Linked DNA regions of Rattus norvegicus: region 2 is linked to region 1. Evidence: chromatin contacts called from public Hi-C data. All regions are on one chromosome and are shown on one strand. Each heading gives the region's core, a stretch centred on a gene start, on an enhancer-like site or on the middle of the called end of the contact. The rest is flanking DNA. Distances are from core to core; before and after follow the strand shown. Region 1 has its middle 110 kb from the start of Jcad. Region 2 overlaps LOC120097757 (a long non-coding RNA gene).

Region 1 (5,104 bases), core at 1,316-3,815:
AAGTCAGTAAGCAGCACCCTTCTATGGCCTATATGCATCAGCTCCTCCTTCTAGGTTCCTGCCTTGTCTAAGTTCCTGTTCTGACTTCCTTCAATGATGAACAGTGATGTGGAAGTGTAAGCCAAATAAATTCTTTCCTCCCCAAGTTGCTTTTGGTCATGGTGTTTCCCCACAGCACTAGTAACACTAGCATGGACAGAGGGCAAGGCATGGGACAAGCTCTTTATTTACTCAGCTTCCTGGAGATCAGCGCTCTGTGGGGAAGAGAGCTTAAGGAAAGCAGAGTCTGGTGCTGCATGGAAACAGGGCAGCCTGTCCCACCCAGGTCTTCCTGAACAGAGTCACAGTGTTCAACCCTGGGCTCAGGGAATCCCTATGCTACACTAAGTCTGCCATCAGTCCAACAAAAGCAAGGGGCATCGCAAACCAAAGAGTGGGCCCTGACAGGTCACCATAGGGCTCCAAAGGTCCATGTGACTTGATAAATCAGGAGAGCAGCAGTTCTCTGCCACAAGTGCTTCCTCCTCTCATCTCTATACAGGGCACTTGTTTTGACATTTACCAGTTATCTTGCTGTTTAAGACATAGTAAACGTGGACTGTAATTTTTCATTTTAAAAGATTTTTTTAAATTGTGTGTGGGTCTGTGTGTGGGTGTGTGTATAGGAGTGTCTGTGTCTAGAGACAGAAGATATTGGACCCTCAGAGCTGGAGTTATAGGTGGTTCTGAGCTACCCAACATGGGTATGGAGAACTGAACTCAAGCCCTCTGCAAGAACAATATAGGCAATTTATTTATGTTTATTTATTTATATTTATGTGTCTTGCCTACATGTATGCCTGCACGTGGCACACCTGGCATCCTCAGAGGCCAGAAAAAGGCATGGACTCCCTTGAAGTAGAATCACAGATGTTTGTGGATTGCCATGGAGGCCCTGGAAATCCAACCAGGATCCTTTGGAAGAGGAGCCAGTGCTCTGAACGGCTGAGCCATATCTCCAGCCTCTCCTCATTTTTGAGATAAAACCCAGTGGAGCTGGTTGAAGATGCTGTGTGCTCATTAGACCATCTGAGTATGATCGTTGTGTATGAATGAACCAATCGAGATCATCTGGAGCAGATTGGGAAATCTAGGAATTTAAAATACAATGTTTTTTGTCTTTGGAGTTACAGTTAACTCATCTAGGTGCTTAAACCATTCGGCAAGTCCAGTTCCGATGGGTTAAAGGTGAGCAGGAACTAAATGAGCCATTTGCCATTCCGTGGGTCCTAGTGGCCACTCATGTGACTGTAGTCACAAGGTAGGTATTTCAGTTCAGTGATCGGGCCACGCAGTAGAGAGGAAAGACAGCAAGTTATGTACAGTTCTATAAACAATGCACATTTAGCTAGGGGTCACCTTGCAATGAGTATTATTCAAACATGTATGTCCTGTATGTTCACCAACTCCATTCTCCAAACAAAAGAAAGAAGTAAGAAGTAGGAAGCACTATTATTACCTCCATTGTACACATAAGAAAACTGGGGCGTGGAGAGGTGAGTTACTTTTCTCAAGCCATGGCACTTAGTGAGGCCTCTTACCCCAATGAGCAAGGCCCCCAACTTCTGGCATTGTCCACATTGTTTATTGATGGACTCTAATCAATTCGTGAAGCTGATTCACTTGACTGGATGTGTGCTGCCACCCTGAGGAGGATTCACAGCCTGGCTGGATGGTTGAGAACCTTGAGAAACCAGGAATCCCAGAGAGAATGTGCAGCTAGGTCTGTGTCTGCTTAAGGACTAAGCTGTAAAGAGGGTGAGCTTCTCGATTCTGCTCGGTGGCAGTGACCAACCTAGGGCCACTTGCCAGGTCAAGGGGAGGGGCTGGCAGGCCCTCGGTCCTTCCTGTCACTCCTGTGGGCCTGGCCAGATCACCTGCTGAGTGTCCAGCCACCTTACATGGCACCATTTCGTCTTCTCTTCAAACCCCATTACTTCATTTGGACAAGTACTGCCTTAGGAGTTGTCACAATGCCCACCGAAGTCCCCAAACTCTGGCAGCCCCAGTAGACCTAGGCTTTCCCCCATAGAGCGGCCCAGCAGCCCAGCCTCTCTCCAGTGTCTCTTCATCCTACCAAGACACAGCTGTAATAACTGCAAGATCTGGACACTGAGACCCAACTCAGCCGGCCCTGCCTGGCCAGGTGCAGCCTCAGTTAACAAAGAAAACAGAACGGGAGCCTGATTTTCCCAGCTGCCCGAGAGGGGAAATGAAGCCGGCTCTGTGAATCATACAATGCCATGCGAACAATTCAAGGAAGGAACCGTTCAAAGGAAGTGACCAAAATAACCCAGAGGACCACTGCCTGCTGGGGAACAGAGAACATGGAAGCCCATATCTCTACCACATGGGGCCAGGACACATTTCAAAAAGCAACAAGAGTTCTCCCAGAGAGGGGAAACTGCTGCTTGTAAATGTTTACTGATGTAAAGTCTGTTAACAGCCAGGCCCAGGAAGGAATGGTTCTGGAGGGGTAGATAGAGCACTGGTGCCGGGGGTTGGCTGGCTTGGTGTGAGTCAGTCTTTGGCTGTGTCCATATCGGGTGGTCAGAAGCTTGGTGCTGAGCATGGACAGACAGATGATGGCCTAGAAGTGAATGTGTGCCTCTCCCCTGCCCCAGAGGTAGCTTAGGAAGTTACCACTGCCAGGGGCCCGGCGGGCAGGTGCTTCTCAGCAGCAGGAGGGCTTCAGACCATGCCCTGACTGTGTGGTGCTCCAGAGGAAGCAGAGAGACCTGACTGAGTAAAGCCACTAGGACCTGAGCGGCTTCCCTCTCCCTCCACCTAGTGGAGTCAGTTCTAAAACCCTCTGTGCGTTTTAAAGACAGCAAGAGTCAGTTAACTCAACCCAGAGCCCAGGAGAGGCATCTCTGTCACACTCCTTATTCTTGCCTTCAAAGGACTCAAACGTGTTTACAAAGAGAGCACGAGAGTTCTCTGTGTTTATTTAAAAGTGCAGACTTTAATAAACAGGCTCTTTTTTAAAAGAGTCCAAAGAACGCGCAGGGGAACCAATCTTCTCCCTTTGTTTTTGGCATCAGTCAAAACATAGCACGCCCCTTGGCTTCGGCTTAAATGAGTTTTGTTTCTTCACCAAAGTTCACCGTTTATAAAATACATTTGAGTGTTGACTTTGATCCCCTCACAGGCGCAGCTTGAGGTTGGTTCAAAGTTCTGTATCGTTAAACACAACCACATGTGACCGGGGCGGTTCGTGTGTACCAGCTGCCAACATCTACACTGGAAACAGGAGAGGTAGGTGAGGCCAAGATTGAGGGTGTGCCCTCCCTCCAAGCCTTCAGGAGAGTCTCGCTCCTGCAGACCTATTCCCATCAGACACTTTCACCCTGGGCAGAGTTGGGTAAACTCTGGTTTGCCAGAGAGACTATGCTGAAAGAGAAAGGTTTGCTACACAATTCTGACAGCCTGAACTGACTCTCTGAAACTCATGGTAAGAAGGAACTGACTCCTGATGTCCTCTGACCTCCACATATGAACCATGACGAATAAATGCCTACTATACACACACACACACACACACACACACACACACACACACACATTAAATAAATTAATAAATAAAATAATTAAAAATAATCCAATAAAAATGGAACCGATCCAATGGCATTAATACTAATAATCTTAGCAGTTAGGAGCATCCAGAGTCTAAGGCCGTTCATTCTTAGCTACAAAGTGAGTTTAAGGCCAGCCTGGGCTACATGACTCCATCTCAAAAAACCCCAAAACAAGCAAATAGAAAGTCAACCTAATTAAAGTAAAATAATTAAATGTAAAATCTCATATTCCTTAGTTATAAGATACTGGAAGTATAGGCATTTAAAGTCCGTGTGTGTGCATGTGTGCATATGCATGCATGTGTGTACATATTCACTCGTGTACATCAATATAGACAGGAAGTCAGGGGAGCAGATAAAAGGATGAAGGTAGATGGGTATAATCTCAAACTCACCCTAAAATAGATGAGCGAACTAAAACTTTAGACTTGGTGGTGCACTTCTATAACCCTAGCATGAAAGAAGGAGACGCAAGAAGACCAGGCGTTCATGACAGACCTTGGCTATCTAGCACAATTCTGCCTCAAGAAAGGTAAGTGGGTAAATAAGTAAACAACGTCAAGACTGATTTCTTTAAGAGAATTCTTTAAGCTCTGTGGCTGTGGAGGCTGCCCGCCTGGCAGGCATGCTACCTGTCTTCACTCTGAAGAGCCTAAGCTACGTTCTAGGCTTTGCCTCTCTGCCTGAGGCACCTTGTTTGATCCTGGAGCGTTGAACAAATTGTGGTGGACCTAGACCTTCGTCATGATGTTTCGTGAGAGACCCTGACTCATCAATGAGATGACAGATTAGCTTGGCAACTACCACGAAAGATTTCTCTTAAATTGGGGATGGCCAGGGGCATACAAATGAAACTCTTCCTGGAGATGGTGATGATGTCTGGGACCCCAGTGCTCAAGAGCATGAAGATTGTGATTTCAAGGCGGGCCTGGGCCTTGCTTCAATACAACAACAAAAGTACATCTTAATGGAGCTCTCCCTTATCTCTCTTCAGGGCTTCTAAAGATGATGCCAGTGAGGTACAACCAGGAGGGCAGCTAATGAGAAGGAAAAGGCAGAAGCAGAGAGGATCCTTGAAGACACTCATCCATTGTTAACCCATTCCTCAGTTCCTAGAACGGAAGGAACAATCTCCGTTATCACTTAAGGGGTTTGGGTGACAATTTAATTATGAAACAATCATTTCCTCCATAATTTACCCATTCACAGAGAACCACGTGGCATTTGGACGATTTTTTGAATCGTACCATCATACCCAGAAATTGCTTTTCAACATTTCTACCACCTGCCAAGAAACCTTTTAGCTCTCAGGCCTGTGTCAGTTACCCCTCCTTACTGAGAAGGAGCATCTGACAAAAGCAACTTAAAGGAGGGAGGGTTTGCCTTGGCTCAAGTTTAAGGAGTACAGCCCTGTGGTAGAGAAGGCAGTTGAGACAGGAGCTGCAGCAGTTGGTCACATTGTACCGATGGTTCAGAAGCAGAGAGTG
Region 2 (5,104 bases), core at 1,101-3,600, 62 kb after region 1:
TGAAGAAACACCATGATCAAGGTAGTTTATTAAAGAAAGCATCCACTTGGGACTTACTTTCAGTTTCAGAAGCATTAGTTTGGGATCATTATGACAGACAGGTGAGGTGCCAGGCAGGCATGGTTCAAGAGCAGCAGCTTAAAGCTTGCATCCTGATCCATAGCAGAGAGGGAGGAGGAAGAGATAGGGAGGCTGGCATGGGCTTTAGAAACCTCAAAACTCACTTCCTGTGACACACCTCCTCCAACAAGGCCACACCTTCCTAATCCTTCTAAAACAGGTCCATCAATTTGGGATCAAGCATTCAAATATCCCTTGCCCAGGAAACTTCTATGAACCATGAAGAAAATTGCTCTTTCCTACAGCTGAGTTCTAATAGTTTCTACACAGGCATGCATAGTGTAAATGCTATTTTTTAAAAATGAGTTTATTTATTATTTGACAATTATACAAAAATATATGTCCTTTTGTCCTGTTTGCCCCTCATTGCTCCCTCATTCTCTTTCCACTCCCTCTGAACATATCCTTATTTCTAATATGTCTCCCTCCTATTTTTTCTTTTTAATATCAACAAGGTAATTTTAAAATTTTTGCATATGAGTGCATATTGTGCCATTGTGTATATATGCATGTTTTCATGTGTATGGGATGCACACATCATGGGGTACACCCACATATGTGTAGAGAATAGAGCTTGATAGCAGAGTCTTCCTTACCTGTTCACCTTACATATTGGAGCTGAGTCTCTCTCTTGAACCTAGAGCTTACTGATTTGGTTGGCCCAGCTAGCTAGCTTGCCTCAGGGATTTGTGTCGCAGTCTCCTGGGTGTTGAAATTATAAAGTGAGTCGCAATGCCTGATTGTCATTTACGTGTCTTTTAATGAGCTCTGGAAATCCGAACTCCCAATAGTCACTCTTGCACAGCAAGTGATTTTCCACTGTGCCATCCACTCGTGTCCCCACCTAAGTTTAGTAAGGGGTGCTTACATAAGCATGGGTATGGGGTATTATAAATTTACCAGTGGCCACACCACTGAAGAAAACAGCACCCCTAAGACCCCAGCAACCATTAGCTGCCAATAGCTCCATGGGACTAGAGACAGCCCAGGCTCTTACGTTCTTCCTGCCCTTTTGTCCAGGGTGTTTCCTGAGCCTGAAGGAAGTGTCTCCTGTTCAGGACTGAGCTCTCAACACTCACTTATTCTCAGCACTTTGGCCAGTTATGAGTTTCTACATTAACTGCTGCCCATTGCAGAAGGCAGCTTCCCCAGCCAGGTCTCCAAGCATCAGTTATCTCTGGGCTCACACACACCACTCTAATTTCCTTGTTCTTTCTACATGCCCCTACCTCGGGAGCTATTCATCTAGCAAAACTGGGCTACACTTGATAAAAAATCTTGAGTTTAGAAATCTCTTCCATATTTAATGTTTAAAGCAGTGTTTTCTCAGTTTCCAAGCTTTTCTTTTCTTGCCTAAGTTCCTTGGCTAGAACTTCAGGGGTCACAGTCTACAGAAGAGCTAAGAGCAGACATCCTGGTCTTAGTCTGATCTAAGAAAGAGACTCGGTATTTCTGTGCCAAATGTTAGCTGTGCTTGGGGCTTGTCACACACAGCACTTCTCAGATTATATTCCTTCTAGTCCGCTAACTGAGAGCTTTCATAATGAGTAGGTGGATGGATGCATAATTCATTTCTCTGTTTTACTCTGACTTTAAAATGTAAAATGTCATATTTCTAGAATAAATACCATTTATATACAATGTGATAACAGCATAGACTCTATCAGTTAAGTATCCATAATTATCAAATTTGAAATATAAAGTGTTCTAAATCTGAAACTTTTAGAAAGCCACAAAGTATTTAAAAGGTTTGTTTTGAGTTTGGGAGCTATTGAGATGGCTCAGTAGATAAAGGCTTATCCCCAAGCCTGACCACCCAAATTCAATGTCTGAAACCCATACGTCAGATAGAGAGGACAAATTTCCCAAAGTTGTTCTCTGCAGACATGCCATTCATATGTGCATGTATTCACATCTCTCTCTCTCTCTCTCTCTCTCTCTCTCTCTCTCTCTCTCTCTCTTCCTCTCTAAATGTAAAAAAAAGTTTTAGACTTTATGGTATCAGATGCATGAATAATATTGCACCATATCCAAGTTGAGATTAATCTCAGGGCTATGTCCTCTGGCTAATACTTAAAACTTTATAAACATATTTTCATATGATCAAGATTAAGCACCCAGAAAACAAGGAAATGTTAACCTGAACATAAAAGCCACAAAGGACACAGCCCTCACAATAGGGCAAGCCACCCTCCATCCCTGAAACTACAAGTAAAACCAGATGCCGGCCAATGCCATGCCTTCTGTGGACCACTTGAGAGCTGCAGGCCTAGAGAGTGAGCTGGGTATCAAACTGCCTTTGTAGTGTGCCTGGTGCATAGCAAAGTCGATCAAATCTCCAAGTAACAGAATTTCAAAACCAAATTTCAACTCAAAAATTGAAAATGTAGTTTCATATACAAGGACTTTACAAATATGATGAAAATGTAACATACCTATAAATAAACCTTTTTGAAGCCCTGAAGAGAGAAAATTATTTTTCTTAGCTTTTGTTTTGTATTAAAGAATAAACAAAGTTAGGCTAGATAATAAGCTATCCTTGGATAGAAAGACTCAATATCCTAGAGATGTCAGATTCCTCAATCCAGTGCAGCCTGGACCACAGCCATAACTAAGGCCCATGTAAATCTTAACCTAACCTGCACAGGTACCCACTGGACTCCACTCAGCAGTCATGGAACCACGGGGTCTGGGGAAAGAAGAAAAGCAGACCACCGACCCCCACAGGCAACTCTGAATGCTCTGTTAGTCCAGACACAAAGTCCTGGAGTCATTCTGCACCATCAGCTGTTACAGACAACAACAATGTCCCCTGCGGTGGACCTGTGAGACTTCAGGCCTGTCTGTGGCCTGGCCTGTCAGCCTCATCTGAAGCAGCAGATTCAGTCCATTCTGTAATCAATTGAAAGGTTTGAGGTACAGGTCTGGAGCCTCTGTGCTATTTTCTTGCCAGCTCCTCCCGGGACTTGTGTGTCATGCTGCCTGTTTTAGCATGTACTATTTTTAATGGTTCTCTATTATAAAAAAATATAGTGCTAAAATATTAATATGGCCAGGAATATGGCTTAGCAGGCAAAGCCTAACAACCTGTTTGACTTTCCAGCCCCACATACTGGCAGAAGAAAACCAGCTTCCCCAAGTCGTCCTTTGATCTCCACACACATAAGATAAGAACATGTCTAAAAATGGCTTGTTATAGACCTTAACATGCTGATCCTTAAAATGGTATGAAAGAACAAAGGGGCAAAACTAGTCAAGATCTCTTGACAAACAAGATTGGGCAGTGAGAGGATTAACTTAGACTGTAAGTGTGATGGGCTTTAGAATGACCATGGACACAAACCTCTGAGTGCATCTGTTGGGGGAGCTAATTGAAGTAGGAAAACCTTCCCTAACTGTGGGGAGCACCATTTCGTATACTGGAATCCTAAGCTGAGCGAAAAGGAGCAAGCGAGCTAAGCATCAGCATGCATCTCTCGGCTCCTGACAGCAGACGCAGGGAGCAGATCAAGCTCCTGCCCGCCATGATGTCTCCGCCATGATGTCGCTGAGAACTGAACAAAGCCTCCTTAGGTTGCTTTTGTTATGTGTTCCATCACGATAAGAGCAGCAACTGAAAGAGGGAATCGATAAGAAAGCTGATTCCATTTTTAAATTTTGACTGCCAAGAGCTTTCAAGCCTCAGCCTTTCTCCTTGAATGCTACTTTTGCCGTGCTGGTAGACTCTAAAAGCCACGTAAGCTTCTCGCCATACATTAGCTCTCCATCACTGTGACAAAACCCGACCGTGACGTAAGGGGGAAGCTTTGCTGTGAATCAGCCACTGCTTCCTCGGCTTTGTAGGCTGGGGTGCTGCATAGCACAGCATGGCAGAAGCATGGAGTAAAGGACTGCCCCCTGCACAGGGGAAGTAAGGCCAATCCACCTTCTAGGGTATCTTCAATGAGCTAGCCTCCTTCTCCTGGGTCCCACCTACCGTTTCCACAGCCTCCTACTGTGGTCAGGGATGGGACTGAGCCTTCGGCATGCTGGGCTTTGGGGGCCACTCAAGATCCAAATTATAAAACAGCCTGCCAGTCCCACCTCCTGGCCACAGTAAAGACCCAGCCGGTGTCCTGCCTGGGAGGCCTCAGTTACACAATAAACTCTTCTGTGCCCCTCTGCCTCTGTGTGTGAGTGTGTGTGTGTGTGTGTGTGTGTGTGTGTGTGTGTGTGTGTGTGTGTGTGTGTGTGTGTCTTGCTGCCCATCTGGACATCTGAACCAGTCTTAGGAGAACAGGTACCTACCTACTTATTAGAACCCTCAAGTTGGAATTAACGATAGCCTCCACCATCAGTGTTTTTACTGTACTGATGGGAACCATGGGCCCTAGAATTGTGTTACAGAATAACGCTAGATAAAGTGGACCTTTGTATGTTAATCAGGAGTTCGGATTCATCTCAGAATAATAATGGGGGTGGGCTTAAATAGGGAATAAGCTTGACCCAATGGTAGCATTTTAAAGATCCTCTGCTATGAATGGAACTGTGATTTTCCTGTCAATTTACATACTCAAATTCTAACTCCCAAGATGACTTGTTAAGGAGGTAAAGTTAAATGAAGTCATATGGTAGAATATTAATTCAGTTGGACTGATGTCTTCTGAAAAGAAAAGACATCAGAAAACTTCTTGATCTTCTTGCCAACATGTGCTGGTTTGAATGAAAATGGCCCCCATGGGCTCATAGGCAGTGGCACTGTTAGGGGGTGTGGCCGTGTTGGGGAAAGTGCTCCTCAGGAGGTGGACTTCGAGGCTTTAGAGCTCAAGCCAGGCCCAGTGAAACTCTCTTTGTGCTTTCTGTGCTCTTAGCTCCTTCACCAGCACCATGTCTGCTGCATGCCACCATGCTTCCTGCCATGACGATAATGAACTAAACCTATGAACTGTAAGCCAGCCCCAGTTACATGTGTTCCTTTGTAAGAGTTTTTGTGGTGGTGGTGTCT

What was found. A called contact is a pair of places that touch in the nucleus more often than the background predicts.
Region 2: a contact with region 1 is called in a Hi-C map of liver, with 5 times the contacts expected there. The contact joins two enhancer-like sites. A contact is called at or near these places in 6 of 12 Hi-C or Micro-C datasets (the A7r5 cell line, frontal cortex, kidney and 2 more).

Annotation. Positions count from the first base shown.
Region 1 is chr17:57,928,681-57,933,784 of GRCr8, forward strand. No RefSeq gene overlaps it. Among named protein-coding and RNA genes, the nearest start is that of Jcad, 110 kb to the left of the region's middle. Within about 2 kb of position 2,566, at least 39 of the 93 cell types and tissues checked have an H3K27ac peak or open chromatin away from gene starts, as enhancers often do.
Region 2 is chr17:57,990,516-57,995,619 of GRCr8, forward strand. It overlaps LOC120097757 (a long non-coding RNA gene), which reads left to right. Exons shown (of 2, transcript XR_010059477.1): 2 at 1-5,104. Among named protein-coding and RNA genes, the nearest start is that of Mtpap, 44 kb to the right of the region's middle. Within about 2 kb of position 2,351, at least 3 of the 93 cell types and tissues checked have an H3K27ac peak or open chromatin away from gene starts, as enhancers often do.